Linked DNA regions of Sus scrofa: regions 2 and 3 are each linked to region 1. Evidence: chromatin contacts called from public Hi-C and promoter capture Hi-C data. All regions are on one chromosome and are shown on one strand. The core of a region is the stretch at or near the end of the contact, and the rest is flanking DNA. Distances in the headings are between cores, read along the strand shown. Region 1 holds the start of AKIRIN2 (akirin 2). Region 2 holds the start of UBE2J1 (ubiquitin conjugating enzyme E2 J1). Region 3 holds the start of PNRC1 (proline-rich nuclear receptor coactivator 1).

The links. Promoter capture Hi-C pulls out the DNA fragments that hold promoters and counts their contacts. A called contact is a pair of places that touch in the nucleus more often than the background predicts.
Region 2: a contact with region 1 is called in a Hi-C map of liver, with 6 times the contacts expected there. The contact joins the promoter of UBE2J1 here to the promoter of AKIRIN2 in region 1. A contact is called at or near these places in 1 of 47 Hi-C or Micro-C datasets (liver) and 1 of 2 datasets of contacts at active chromatin or transcription factors (alveolar macrophages).
Region 3: a promoter capture Hi-C map of fetal liver shows a contact between it and region 1, with 4 times the contacts expected there. The contact joins the promoter of PNRC1 here to the promoter of AKIRIN2 in region 1. A contact is called at or near these places in 2 of 5 promoter capture datasets (fetal liver and liver) and 2 of 2 datasets of contacts at active chromatin or transcription factors (alveolar macrophages and skeletal muscle).

The regions. Positions count from the first base shown.
Region 1 is chr1:56,066,705-56,071,630 of Sscrofa11.1, forward strand. It overlaps AKIRIN2 (akirin 2), which reads right to left and starts at 2,878. Exons shown (of 5, transcript NM_001278752.1): 1 at 2,644-2,878. The coding sequence starts at 2,878.
Region 2 is chr1:57,361,351-57,366,276 of Sscrofa11.1, forward strand. UBE2J1 (ubiquitin conjugating enzyme E2 J1) reads right to left here and starts at 2,913. Exons shown (of 8, transcript NM_001077219.1): 1 at 2,883-2,913. The coding sequence starts at 2,913.
Region 3 is chr1:57,125,117-57,130,042 of Sscrofa11.1, forward strand. It overlaps PNRC1 (proline-rich nuclear receptor coactivator 1), which reads left to right and starts at 2,984. Exons shown (of 2, transcript XM_021089951.1): 1 at 2,984-3,851. The coding sequence starts at 3,312.

The DNA.
Region 1 (4,926 bases), core at 1,628-4,127:
TTAATCAACTACTGTTGTAATCTGAAAGGGACAGGGACAATACTTTAAAAACAAAAAAACTGAGCATGACTGTGTTCCAGTAAAACTTTACTTGCTAATTCTTTCCTTTTGCCTGGTATTAAGATGCAATAATTTGAAAAATATTCGTTTAAATAGTAGTCATCAAGTCAAACTTTCTGCAATGACTTAAAAGACCCCCCCCCAAAAAAAACCCCTAGGGTTTAAAACACCTGTCCAACCAAGTTCCTGAAAATACTAGTAAAGCTGCAATATGACTTCAGCTACACATCTGAAGACACTATATATCCAGAGAAAAACAATGATAAAATGATAAATTACACATACTTTGAAAGAAAATTCACTTCAGTAGTCTAGTTCTAAATTGTTTAAATATTTGAACTCACAGAAATGAAAACAAAGAGCTTTCACAGAATCCCAGTCAATCCCAATCCCAGCTACCTATTTCTGCTGAAGATACTTGGGTAGTCACTACTGTAAAGTTTAAGAATTACCACTTTTAAAACCGGAATCTAAAAATTAAGATACCTGGTAAAATTATTTCCAAGTTTCATGACATGAAAACTGGAAAGCTCTTTGACACCTGCACAACACTGCAGCTCCCATTATGACACCGTTATTACAAAAACCATACAAGAGCAAGCCTCAAACTGGCCACATAAACACAAGGCTAAATTAACACATACAATGTCATTCAAAATTAGTTTAAAAAGCAAATCCGCAACCTTAGCAATTTTAACCGCTTTTCTCAACTTTTCATGTTAATGTTCAAATCAGTTGAAATAACTAAAAATTTTTTTTCTTAGTCTCAAAAAAATCAATCAGGATGTGATTTGAGAGTTCAGGATACGACCAAACTTCGAGTAGATGTCAAAAAACTTCTTTTTTGAAGAACAGAAGACATAACAATATTTTGGAAAATGTGAATCTGAATCAGCAAGCTTAAACAATTCCAGTAATTCCAGTTACTTTACTATTTATATTTAGTCCACTTAATGTACGATACTGCAGAGCCAAGTGTATCAGCCAACACTACAAATCTATCAGTGAAGACAAATTTGCAAAGGCTCACAAAATTGTGAATTAATTCCCTTTAAAGTGAAGACCAATATTGCCCCTAGCTGACTTACCTTATATGCACAAGACTATTTTAGCACTGAGATATACTTTTAACTCTCAAACCTAACACTATATTAATTGACTCCCCTCAAATGAAATTCACTGCTGGTTAGCTAGAGCTATTTTTAAGTGGCCTTTTAGTTAAGATTCCACCGTATCATTTCAATTTTCAATGATACCATTTCACTAAAAAGACAAACTCTAAAAATAACGTTAATCATCAGGAGCTCATTCTTGACACTGTTTCAATAGTTTAAAAAAAAAAAAAATACCCTAGGCATTTGAGGAAGGATATTTTAAAATCTGACCTGAAAAAACAAAACTAAGTCAATTCCAAATGGAAGTTACCAAACAGAGGTAAATACTGAAGATTTTTTTAAGCCAACCAAAAAGAAACAAGTAAATCAAGCTATGAAAAGGCTTTGTCTACAGATCATATTATTACCAAAGGCTCACACATGAAACCTTTGCGTGCTACACACAAAGGAAACATTTACACTACCAGTCCACAAAAGCTATCCTATCCCTTGTGTGCCAGGGGCGCATGAGGATTTTCAAAGTACAGAAAAAACTGGACATACACATGCAGTACAAAGCAGCCAAGAGGTATTTCCCCGTGGTCACTTTCAGGAAATGCTTCAAGATGAAAAGCAAAAATAGTCTTAAGTCCCTCGGAATCTTGAGTTTATTTCTTTACTAGTCTCAAGGCCTAGGTTTTTTTCTTCCAACTACTCTTCTGGGCAGAAATAAAGCACTTCCAACTAAAAGCACCTACTCAACCCCGATTTTCAATACAATTTGCTTTTCATTAAAAGTTCAAGTTTCTCAAGGTCTAGACGTATAGTTTGATCATATTACAGTACTCGGGAAGAGCATTTTCTTTGTTGTTGACCCTGCTAGGGAAACAGGTCTTGACTCAGCCAAAGTGGCGTTCTTGTGGGTGATTAATGACAGGCCTAGATCTCGCCCCAGTGACATTCCTCCCCACCCCCCACCCCCTCGGTACTAAAATCAGCCATGTCTGAACCGGAGGAGGGGCTGCTGCCTCTCCTCAAACCACCCAGTCCCAGAGTTAATAGGTGCAACCAATCGATTCAGGAAGACAGCCATTGAGATTGGGGCGAAATGTGTGACCCTTCTCCTGCCTGTATTTCCGTGTAGCACCCTCTCTGATCATTTCCGCTGGGGCTCTCCAGACTACGGAAACGTTCGATTCCAGTCATTCAGACCCAAGAAAAAGATCTTCCTCTTCCCCACAATACCCGACAAGGAATGGCCCCTACCCACCCCCACCCTGACCTCCCCCCCTTGACATCAGGCCGTTTCTATTGTGTCTCTAAGACCGGAGGAGATTAAAAGAAACGTGGTCGCCCGAGGACTCTGCTAAGAACGGGGAGCAGTCCAGCACCCCCAGCCTCGTGGCCGCATCCCGCGCCCCAGGACCCTGTCCTCTCTTCTCCCCCGCACCCCACCCCCCGAACCGGCGGCCGCAGAGCCGAGTCCCACCTGTGGTGAGGCGGGAGGAGACGTCGCCGAAGGGAGACGGCTCCATTCGGAGATACTTCTGCGGCGAGGCGGCGGCGGCCGAAAAGGAGGCGGCTGTGGCCGCGGCCGCCGACGACGGGGAGGCGGCAGCCGAGGTGGGCGCCGACAATGGCGCACATCGCCTCCGCTTTGGGGACGCTGGGCTCAGCAGCGGGTCGAAATCCAGAGTCCTTTTCAGAGTAGCTCCGCACGCCATGGCCGGGCCGCCGGGGAGCCGGGCTTGGGTGGGGTAGAGGAGGGGTACGGGAGGGGAGGGCAAGGGAAGGGGGGAGAGCGAGGCCCCGAAGAGCCTAACCGACCGGCTCTAGAGCGGAGAGGCGGATGGCGGAGCGCCGACGAGGGGAGCAGAGCCGCCGCCGCCGCCGCCTCAGCGGCAGGGGCAGTGGCCCAGGCCGGCCGGGGCGAGAACGGGAGGGGCGGTGGCAGCAGCTCACGCCGGCCGCGTCAGGGGGGCTCTTCCGCCTCCTCAGGCGCGGCTCCCCCGGGAGAGGCTCCAGCCGCCCCCGCCGTCCGTTCGGGCTTTGCGCCGCGCCCGAGGCGCTCCTGCGCTGAGACCGGTTCCTTCAGAAGTCGATACCAGCCCCGTGAGGTGTGAGGCTGGGACACGGCTCCTAAGACCCCCGCCCCCCGTCGAGACAGGGTCAGAAGCTAGAGAGCGGCGGTCGATGCGGCAGGATTGTGAGGTGGCGGCGGCGGCAGGAGCTCAGGCGAACACGTCCAGCCGCTAACCCCTCCACTGTACGACTCTTCCACCCGCCGCCGGCCCCAATATGGCGTCAATAACAACGCCGCCGATTCAAATCCTGCGGCCTCAAGGCGCGTGCGCATAGAGGGTGGGCGACCCAAATGTGCATTCTGGGATTTGTAGTTTTTCACTCTACGGAAGAATCGGCGTGAGAAGCGGTTAGGGAGGAGTCACGGAAACTACGACTCCCGTCATTCAAGGCGCACGATTCCGAGTTCCGGATCGGAATTTAAATCCCCCTACACAGCTTGAATGTAAAAGGAACTGAGCGAAAGAGAAAAAAAGAAAAGGCTCAGAGAGAGTGGGAAAAAAGGAAAGCCAACCAGTGGGGAAAGCAGGCTTTAAAAACAACAACAACAACAGCAACAACAAAACCACCTTTAAATTTCAGGACATAGTTGTCCTGGTACCGCTCCTACAGTGATTGAACAACCGAGAAAGAGAAAGCTAATCCCACCTAACAACTCAAGACAGATTAGTTTTGATAATAAGAGTGGCCAAGACACAACCTGTCACATGGAGGGGCTAGGAAATAATAAGATTATGGAACCTATTTAGGACTGCAAGAGAACAACAGTAATAGTATCAGGTTACGGGAACCTTGATTGTACTCGATGCTTTGCCCTTCCCAGGTAGCTGCTTGCATCCACTTATTAAATTCCGCTTTACCCTTTAAATGAAAAGGGTTTGAACGACACGCAGATGTAAATTGTTTTGCCTTGGATAAAAAGCTAGTGACATCAGAAATTGTACTGTCTCTGTTGAATACTGGTGTATATCTTAACGAATGGTAAAAATTAAAAGACAATGAAATGTCTAGGGAGTAGACCCATTTGGGACCCATTTTGTAAGAAGAAAAAAAAAATTTCCTAGAAGTTATATTTCTAATCAGGTACCTAAAATAGAAATCAAATAAAGCATTAATTATAAAATGATTTATGTGAAAAACTGTCATCAGTCCTTTGCCTATGGAAGCTATCACCAATCCAATACAAAACTAGTTATCTACGTGAATGCTATATTATCAAATGATCATAAGTATCAAATACTGGCTTTCAATGCTTTTTTATCCTGTCATTTATTCAGATAAAGATATTTTGTATAATTTTGTCTATTATTCTTTGTACTACTTTTGGACTGTAGTTTAATATATTTATTCTTCTTTTATAGAACTGCTCAACTCCTCAGATCAGCAGTGCCGATCACACTGTCAACAACTGTGATGATTTTAACATATACTATTTCGAAAATATCTTTGGCAAAAGATCAGCATTTAATGAAACAGCAGCTTAACAGTGATACCTAATAGGTAAATTTGTACTAAATTCTAAACACTCCATGAAATCTATGATATTGTGAAAATAACAGACGATACCTATTTTATGTAAGTAAGTATGAAAAGATAGGTTAACCCATGGAAAATAAGAAACAAAGCATTTATGTTCCTGGTAAGTATATTTTGAAATTAAGATTTAACCTTAAATTATGGAAGTTACATT
Region 2 (4,926 bases), core at 1,663-4,162, 1.3 Mb after region 1:
TTTGTTTTGTTTTCATTGATCTGGTAATGATAACAACTGGTGAAATGTGTGTGTGACTGTGTGTCTTGGCACCTGTGCGAAAATGCATGCATTTGTGTGTGTTTCAGGGTAGAGGGAGGAGGAACGGAGTAGACCAAGAGATCATCGATGACTCCCAGGCATTCCTGTCAATCCTCAGGATAAGGAAGGTTACGGTGAGGTGCAAGTTGAGTGGGGAGAGAAAACTGATTAGTTTAGGGCTTGTTTTTTATACCTTGTAGAGTTTTTCTTTTTTTGGTCTGTAAGAAATTTGGGTCAACATGTTAAATCACCATCCTTAAGATCCATGTTATCTACAGCCTGGGAGCTGGGGAAAGGATCTGAATTGGACATTAAAGCTTGAGAATGATTAGTGTTAAGGGCAGTCCACACCTTGGGCATGGAGAGTTAGCTCTTAGCTTTCTAATGATGGTAGAATCTGTGTGCACCAATCTCTTACGCGCTAATCACTTGCTGAATGTGCCCAGAGGCTCCTTGGAAAGAATCCCGCCAGAGGAGGTTCTTTACACATCCACCTCCCCACTTTGTACCTACTACCTTGGCCAGAATAGACCCAAAAAGAGATCAGGGAGCTTTATCTAGAGGCAACTACCAATAGGCTAGTCAAACACTTATGGAGTGGCCCCACACACAGCTCTGCCCACAAGCAAGGACCATTCCAGAAAAATCATAAAAACAACTCCACATCAGAGAGGAAAATGGTTATTATATCATTCACATTGTGCAGTGTTTTTAACCACATCCTTTCACACGTGCATTACCCTGAAAACACAGTAAGACTGCAAATAAAACATAAGAAGGAAGCATTTTCACTTTGCCTCTCAGCACCTTCAATAAGTCCCGTATTTCATCTAATTCACCTTCTCCATGAACTCCAAATGATCTGCGCAGTAACAGAAAAAGGTTAAAAAAAATTCTTTTTTAGAAAAGCAACACTACCTTTGAGGAAATGAAACCCAAAACAGGAAGCAATTTATTACACAGCTAGAAGCATGTCTACCAAAGCTCAGCCAGCTGACAACAGGTCATATAGTCTGGAAATGTACAACATTCTGAAGAACTGTAAATGCTTATCACAATCTCAAGCACGGCAACATCAAAACTGAGCAATGTCCTCTGACAACAATCTTGGGACTCACCAATCCTCCATTCCAAACTGCACTATTACTCACATTTTCATTATTTTCTGGATATTCCCCTAACTAACTCAGCTGTCTTATAGAACTTGGTACATGTGACCAAGCAGCCACCCTACTTTTTTATACCGTATATTTTTATTAAAACCTAGCACATGGAGTTCCCGTCGTGGCGCAGTGGTTAACGAATCCGACTAGGAACCATGAGGTTGCGGGTTCGGTCCCTGCCCTTGCTCAGTGGGTTAACGATCCGGCATTGCCGTGAGCTGTGGTGTAGGTTGCAGACGCGGCTCGGATCCCGAGTTGCTGTGGCTCTGGCGTAGGCCGGTGGCTACAGCTCCGATTCAACCCCTAGCCTGGGAACCTCCATATGCCGCGGGAGCGGCCCAAGAAATAGCAACAACAACAAAAAGACAAAAAAAAAACCTAGCACAATCCTAACAGTTGAATCATTCTAACACCTAACCTTAAAATTAAACTTTTCTTTCCCTCTTTCTCTTTGATCCACCTCTGCCTCTTTTTTCTGGTGTTCTTAAGAGATGGGCTGGGGGCAGGGGTCATGAATTCACAGAAAGTGAATCTATAAATAGCCTTCGCCAGATTTTTAAATGTGTCTATGCCCCGCCCCCAAAAATGTTATGACCTATTCTACAACACTTGGTTACCTAAGAACGTTTCTTAGTCTGACAGCACTCAGGTTAACAAAGCTCTATTCAGCCAGTATTCTCCGGCTTTTCTGGAGGCTTTGCATGTTTTTAAGATATTTTTAAAAAATCAAGGACTCAAAATACTCTTTCCAGGGGCACGCTAATCTTGCTGATTCTTACTAAGCTGCTTCTTTGGAAGGGGAAAAAAGTGAGCAGCAAGAGTTGGTCAAACCATCTCTAATGTTCTAGGATTATCACTTACAACTGAAGTGTAGAGTTTCTCCTCCTAACACATTTATCAAGGTACGGAAAGAATAAATACCATTTTATAGAATCCAAAGATTTGTTCCAAGCCTGTCTTAATCTGAGAGAGCTGGTTACTTTTCGTGCATCTTTATAATACACTAGTAAAGAAGTGGAGGCTGGAATTGTTTGGCTGCTTCCGTGAGTGACACAGGGGCATTAAATACAGGAAAGGAAGTTTTTATGTCTGAATATGGACATATATCATACTCGTCAGGATGGCAAAAATCATGGTTAGCTCTACTAGTTTTCTTAGCTTTTTGGTTAACTGGTTTGGTCCAGAACACTTCCTTCATTCTATTCACCCCAAATCCTGCAAACAGAACATTTAAACTAAATCCTCAAAGGAGAGTGAATCAAACAGCTAATAAAAGTCCGGTGGCGGCGACGAAGAAGGGCTAAAGGCGGTGTCCCGGGCGCAGGTAGGGCAAGAGGCTGTTAACTATTACCCCAGACATCACCTTTACACCTGTTCTCAGCGCCGAACGGATAACCCAGCTCTACGCAACGAAATGGAGGGAAGGGCAGTCGGGGTGCGGCGGGCAGTCCGCAGGTTTCGCAGCCGATGCCCGCCCGATCGCCTGGCTCCGCGGCCTGCACCACCCCGGCAGGCGGCGGCCTCGCGTAGAGCGCGAAACCCGGAGCTGAGCCGCGAGCGGCGGCTGACCGGACGAGACCGCGGCGCGGGGCCCGGGATCCCGGTCACTCCTCCCTCCCGCCCCGTGCGGCGCCGCAACCCGCCCGCAGCTCCGCTCACCTGGGCTCTTCAGGTTGTAGCGAGTCTCCATGGCAGGTCGCTGGCCCGGCTCCGGTCTCCCAGCCTGCCGCCCGCCGCTGCCTCTGCGCGCCGCCGCCGCCGGGGTGTCAGCGCGGCTCCAGCAGACCCGGCCTGGCCGAGGAGCCTCCGCGGATGCCGCCCAGCCCTGGCGGGGACTGCGGCCGGGGTAGGAGGGCGCGGGCGGGGCGCGGGCTCCGCCTCCTCCGCTGCTCCCCCGCCTCCCTGAGGGTCGGGCGGGCGCCAGCGCCGGCCCGGGTGTCGCTGAAGCCGGGCGCGGGCTGGAGGTCAGCCTACTCGCCTGGCCGCGGGCCCACCCCCGCCGCGGCCGCCCGTCCTGCGTCACCCGCCCTCGCCTGGGTTTTGTGAAGTTACCCTGACGTGGCAGTCGCTTCGTGGCAGTCGGTCGCGCGGCCGCTGGTCACTCCGCCGGCCCTGCGAAGCCGGCTCCGGGATCTGCGAGAGCGGGCGGCGCCCAGGTCTTCCTCTCGCCCGGGCCCTCCGGAGGTCGACCTTCCGCCCGGCCCATCCAGGGTCCCCAGGAAGTCGCGGGGCTCAGGCACGGCCGGAAGCGTCCTGGTCCTCCTGGTGGCGGGAGGTGTGGGCCCGGGCCCTGGAGACCCCGTTCAGAGCCGCCCGCGGCTCCCAGGTCCTCTTGCACCCCGCCGAGTGCGTTTTAGATCAGTAGCTGTTTGGAGTGGAAACAGTTAAAGTAGGGAAGGGAAAATCCAGTGATAAGGGATTGAGGAGGGTTTTTAACAATTTTTTTCCCCCAGACAAATGTGCTTAGAAGCAAGGCACTTAAATATTTGGGTTTTTTTTTTTTTTTTTTTTTTTTTAAGAATTGAATTTGGGGGAACCATGTAAATAAGAAAAGTTTAACTTCAGAGGAAAAACACTTCGGGCTTCACTGTAGAGTGGAATGGAGAAAAAGAGGACAGGACTGTGGGTCCTGAAGGCTTAGAGGAGCAAAGAGGTAGAAAAAGAGAGGGGAGTTCGTTGTGGCTCAGCGGGTTAAGAACCCGACTAGTATCCGTGAGGGTGCGGGTTCAATCCCTGGCCTTGCTCAATGGGTTAAGGACCCGGAATATCGGCTGGCTGTGGCCTAAGCCCACAGCTGCAAGTCGGACTGGACCCCCTAGCCTGGGAATTTCCATATACCAGGAATGCAGACCCTAAAAAAAAAAAGAGGGAGAATTGGGATAGTGCTGAGGATAAAAGGGAAGGAAAGAATTTCAGGTGGGGTTGAAGAGGGTTAATCAGGTTGGTTAAGCTTTGCTATGTAAAAATAGAAAACTTTTTTTGAAAAGCTGCAGAATATGCTACCCCAAAATATGCCTCTTTGGCATAAGGATTATTTTAAGCTGATTATTTCTGAGAAAGAGCAGGCTCTGGAGACTCTGAAAATAGAGTCAAAGTTAACCCCTTTGGGGGAGGAGGGGTATGGAACTTGGAAGTTCCTGGCCAGCCACAGCCATGTCCTGAGCCACAGCAATAACACCAAATCCTTAACCCACTGAGCCACCAGGGAACTCCAGAAGTTACTCTTTTCTAAGGGAAATTTACTGTTGTAAATGTCTCCCTCAAGGTACCTGGAAAAGAAGGTTGATTCTAAATTGCAAAAGAATCTCAATGGGGAAAGTACTGACAAGTGTGCCAAACAATCTTTACCCTTGTTTAGGTGCTTTTCCCCAAACCTCCGTAACTGGCCTCCCTCCATACACCCTACAACTTTCTTTTGTCTTTGGCTGAAGATAGTAATTAAGGTGGTGACTTCAGTCAATCTAGGCACTTAGCTTGTTTGTTTTTCTCTTGATCATCTATTACAAGGGGTCTCAGGTGAGAACTCATAAGGGTAGAGGGAAGATTATTTCCACCCCTACACTTTCTATTGTTAAAATTAAGAATCTAAAGTGAATCAAGGAGTTCCCCTAGTGGCGCAGCGGAAACGAAACCAACTAGGAACCATGAGATTGTGGGTTCAATCTCTGGCCTTGCTCAGTGGGTTAAGGATCCGGTGCTGTGA
Region 3 (4,926 bases), core at 1,734-4,233, 1.1 Mb after region 1:
GGATTCGTTTCCCCTGTGCCACAACAGGAACTCCTTGTTTGCTTTTAAATATAAACCTTATATTTAAAATGAACTTTTCAAGAGTTCCCCGGTGGCCTAGTGGGTAAGAATAAGGCATCGTCACTGCTGTGGCTCAGGTCACTGCTGTGGCACAGGTTTGATAACTTGGCCCAGACCTTCTGTATGCATGCCTCAGAAACAGCCAAAAAAGAAATTAAAATGATAAAAAAAAAAAAAAACAAAACTTCTGGGTATGTTGATAAAATAAGGTTTGAGATCGATGCTTAAACATCAGGGAGGTAGTTCCCATTGAGGTACAGTAGGTTAATGATCTAGCTTGTCTCTGTAGAGGTACCAGTTTTATCCCTAGTGTGGCACTATGGGTTAAGGACCCGCATTGCTGGAACAGCGGCATAGGCCGCAGCTCTGGCTTGGATTTGATCCCTAGCTGGGGAACTTCTATGTGGCTCATGGTGGCAGAAAAAAGAAAACAAAAACAAAAACCCAGCAACAAACCAGGATTACTCTCTTCCAATTGGTTAAAAAAAGCAACCTTGGACTGCTGTCTTCCAGTGGTGCACCATCTTAGCACCAACCACCCAGGGGGCCACAGCTGCAAGGGTACCTTTTTTAAAGTACAGAATCCAGCGTCTAACCTGAGACCTACACTTCAGGTCTCAAAAGGATAAACTACATACTGCACAATAACTCCAACACTCAAAAAACACACACAGATAATAATAGATGTCCTTGATCAAGGGCCCCCCTGAACTGACTACAAATTAGCAGCCCCCTGATGGGTAAATTATTCTTCAGGACAGTTGATAGTGCCGCCAAGTAAAGCCAGATCTTAGGGCTTGGGATAAGGTTTTAAAAAAGCACTGCATTAGGTGTTTGTGATTTAGTCCCTAACTCATTGTGTGACCCTTAGGCAGATTACTTTATTTTAGAGGCTTTTTTTATATCATTTATACATCTCTATCTTATTTTAAAGGATTGGAGTAAGAATAAAATAACAGATGAAAACATTTTTTGAGAAAGCAGTAACTCTTACAAAAACAAAAGAACAAATGACCTCATTCCAGAGGTTCCATAATTTTTGCCTGCCCTTCTCCACCACTCTTGCCAAGCCATTCTCCTCACAGCATCAATTTACAGACCTGACGATTTTCAGTTAAAGTCTCTCTAAGATCTTTAACAGCACCGAAAGTATATGATTCCCATTAATCCACCAATCACAAGCATTTACTATGAATTATTAAGTGTTGGAAACAAACCAAAAAAAAGAGTAAAATCTAGCAAAATGATCAAGTCCAGCAATCAATAATGATGGAATGTAGTATTAAAAGTTTATATAAAAAATAAAATAAAAAAGGAGTTCCTGTCGTGGCTCAGTGGTTAACGAATCCGACTAGGAACCATGAGGTTGAGGGTTAAGGATCCAGCATTGCCGTGAGCTATGGTGTAGGTCGCAGATTCGGCTCGGATCTGGCGTTGCTGTGGCTCTGCTGTAGGCCAGCGGCTACAGCTCGGATTAGACCCATAGCCTGGGAACCTCCATATGCCAAGGGAGCGGCCCTAGAAATGACAAAAAAACAAACAAACAAAAAAGTTTATATAAAGTCATTGGGAAGTGTTGTTCTGGACAGTCCCTCTAGCCAACTCTATTATCAATCATAAAACACTTACCAAGCACTATAAAGCTGAAAAAAAAGGCTGGTAGGATACAGAGAAGTTTAATAGTATCCTGTGTTCTAAAAACCCACAATCTAGTGTGGTAGGTAGTACAGATGATGTTAAAGCTAGTCTTTCCAGGGAGTTTCCGCTGTGGTTCATTGGGTTACAAACCCAACTAGTATCCATGAGGATGCATGTTTGATCCCTGACCTCGCACAATGGGTTAAGGATCCAGCTCTGCCCATTATCTGTGGTGTAGGTCACAGATGCCGCTGAGATCCAATATTGCTGTGGCTGTGGTGTGGGCCTGCAGCTGTAGCTCTGACTACTACTAACCTGGGAACTTCTTGTATGCCACAGGTGGGGCCCTAAGAAGCAAAAACAAGCAAACAAAACCACGTTAGTGTTGCCAGACCTGGATTGGAGTTGACTCCGCTATTAGCTTACTGTACGACTTCTGGCAAGTAAAACTTTTGCTTCTCTAAACCTGTTTTCTCTCCTGTAAACTGGTGATAAAATATACAGTACCTATTCCTTAGAGTTAGTTTTGAGATTCAAATGAGGTAATTTAAGTAAAGAACAGTTGGTAGCACATAAGGGCTTGATAAATAGCCACAGTTCTTTTTGTGTCTGAACACAGTGCGGGGAGATGATGAGAGTGGGATTCTCATCAACACAAGAGCTAGCAAAGCATACTGCAATGTTGCAGAGCTGTTTCACTTTCTTCCTTTGAGACACAAGCCTCTTCCTCTGCTTCCTCCTCAGTATTAGGCACTTTTTTGCTGTCCCAAAGTCCCATGGATTTATACAGAACTTACTATACATTAAGCGTCCAATTTCAATGAGTAAGTCACTCCCTTCTTACTCCAACTACCACAGCTATTGAGCAGCGTTTCTCACCCGATTTAAAAAAAAAAAAGTGAGCCACACTTCATCAAATGTAATTTAAACGTGGACTGCTTTTCTTTCCGACTACAAAGAATGAACTCCTGCAATGTACTTTGAAATGTTAAAAAAAAAAAAAAAAAAGCCAATGGTAATAATGCTGTTACATTCGGCTTGAAAATACTACTTCCCCAAGGTCAGTGGCCGAGGAGGCACCCACTGGCCTGACTCTACCGGATTTTTTCACTCCCTGCCTCCCGCCCCTATCCCAACCCCACCCCTAGATTTAGCCGAGCTCTAGTAGTCTGACCAAAGCCTTCAGGGAGAGGCGGGGAGGTGAGAAACGAGAAGAGCGGGGAGGTGGGGCAGGTGCGGCTGAAACGGAACTTCATTGTTCGCGGGACCGACTCTTCCCGAAAGAGCCCGTTGGCAGCGCCTGCGCAGTGCTCGCTCTTTGTGCCCGGCTGCAGCAAGAGGGTTGTTTGTGTGTGTCTCTCGGAGGCGGTGGAGGAGGAGCCGGAGGGGCGTGGCCTTCCAGGTCGCATTCTTATTGGGCTCTCACAGGGAGGTGGGCGGGCACAGGGCGGAGTTTCTGATAACAACACTCCGAGCGGAGGCTGAGGGTATTTGTTGCTGCGCCGCCACCGCCCGAACCATGGTCCGCGCTTCTCACAGGCTTACCTAGCAGCAGCCTTCGCCGCCCTGTGATCTCTGGCCGCACTTCCTTCTTCTACTCCTGCTGAGCCGCTATGACCGTCGTTTCTGTCCCCCAGCGGGAGCCGCTTGTTCTGGGCAGCCGCCTGGCGCCCATGGGCTTTTCCGCCCGCGGTTACTTTGGGGCCCTCCCGATGGTGAGCACGGCTCCGCCGCCTTTACCCCGGATCCCGGACCCCAGGGCGCTGCCCCCCACCCTCTTTCTCCCTCACTTTTTAGGGGGAGACGGTCCCTGTCTGACCCCTCAGCCTCGCGCCCCAGCGCCTCTGCCCAACTGCAGCCTCGCCTCAACGGGGGGCACCCCTCGCGCAGCACCAAAGAAGCGGCGAAAGAAGAAGGTGCGGGCCAGCCCGTCGGGGCAGCTTCCCAGCCGCTTCCACCAGTACCAGCAGCACCGGCCGAGCCTGGAAGGCGTGCGGAGCCCCGCGACGGGCCACAGTGGAGAGCAGCAAGTCCCGGACCAGGCCGCCGCCTGGGCCTCGGCTCCTGCAACCGCAACCCGAACTGAAGAAGCGAGCCTTTTCCTTGGCCCGCGGCCGCCCGCGGCGCCCGGCCAGCCCTCGTTCAGAAGAGAGGTGAGGGCCGCGAGGGGAACGTGGGGACCGTTGGCACTCCGGCCCCAAGACGGCCGGACCCGGGACCGGAGGCTTGGGGCCCTGCGCTGAGTGGCCGGGAAGGAGGGGCCGGGGTGAGGGGCGAGGGCGGCTGTTTACTCGGGAGGGAAGTTTCCGTGACGCCCGCTCTGTTCTTGCTGGGGGGGAGAAGGGGGAGGGGGAGGCCTGCGCTGGCGCTGCTGATTGGCTGCGAGGAGCCGGCCAATGACAAGAGCCGCTGCGCCCCGGCAACAGCCCGGATTTAGAAAGCTGGCGGCGTTCCAGGGGGTTTCGGCGTTCGGGGCGCGAGGGGGAGCGAGACGGCCCGCGGGAGGCTGACGTCAGCGCGCGCTACGTGCGGAGCGCTCCGGCGCTCATGAAGGAGGCGAGCGGGTGAGGGGTGTGGGCCTGCCAGCGGCTTCCCGACAGATGGTATTGCCAAGGCGAGGGGGGACGCGCGTAGACCCTCCCGGCGTGGGGCTCCTTGGGGGCCGCCCGCCCCCGGTTGGTCTTATGCAGAGTTGTGAGGTGCCCCATGGGTGGCGCTGCTCCTCGTCGGGCCGACCTACTTGGCTGTACTTTTCAACTTTGAAAGTTGGCAGGTGCGACGGCAGAGTTGTTCCCTCTTTGAAGCGATCAGTTCTGTGTGCTAGCCTATCAGATGAGCGGAATTTATTTAACCATTCCACTGTGTACTGTACTGGGATTTTTTCAGTGGAAGGTAGTTTTATTACCTGTGTCCAGAACGATGAACTTTTCGAAAGAAAAGTTACCAGTTGAACGGACGTTGTACTGCCCACTTGCTATTAGACTAGAATAAAATTGATTATAATTTACGGTAAGAAATCGCTGAAATGACTTGAAGTAACCTTTAAATTAAAACTTTCATAATAGTGAAAATAAGTTACTGACAGTGGTTGAAGGAATATCGTTCTGAGATTTGCAGCTTATCTAGTTGCGATCTTAGAAAAAACTAAACTTATCCACGGTGATTCCTTAAATTATTATAGGTTCCTTTCAGTTCCAGGGTTTTTCTGAAATATTTGTGATAATCTAA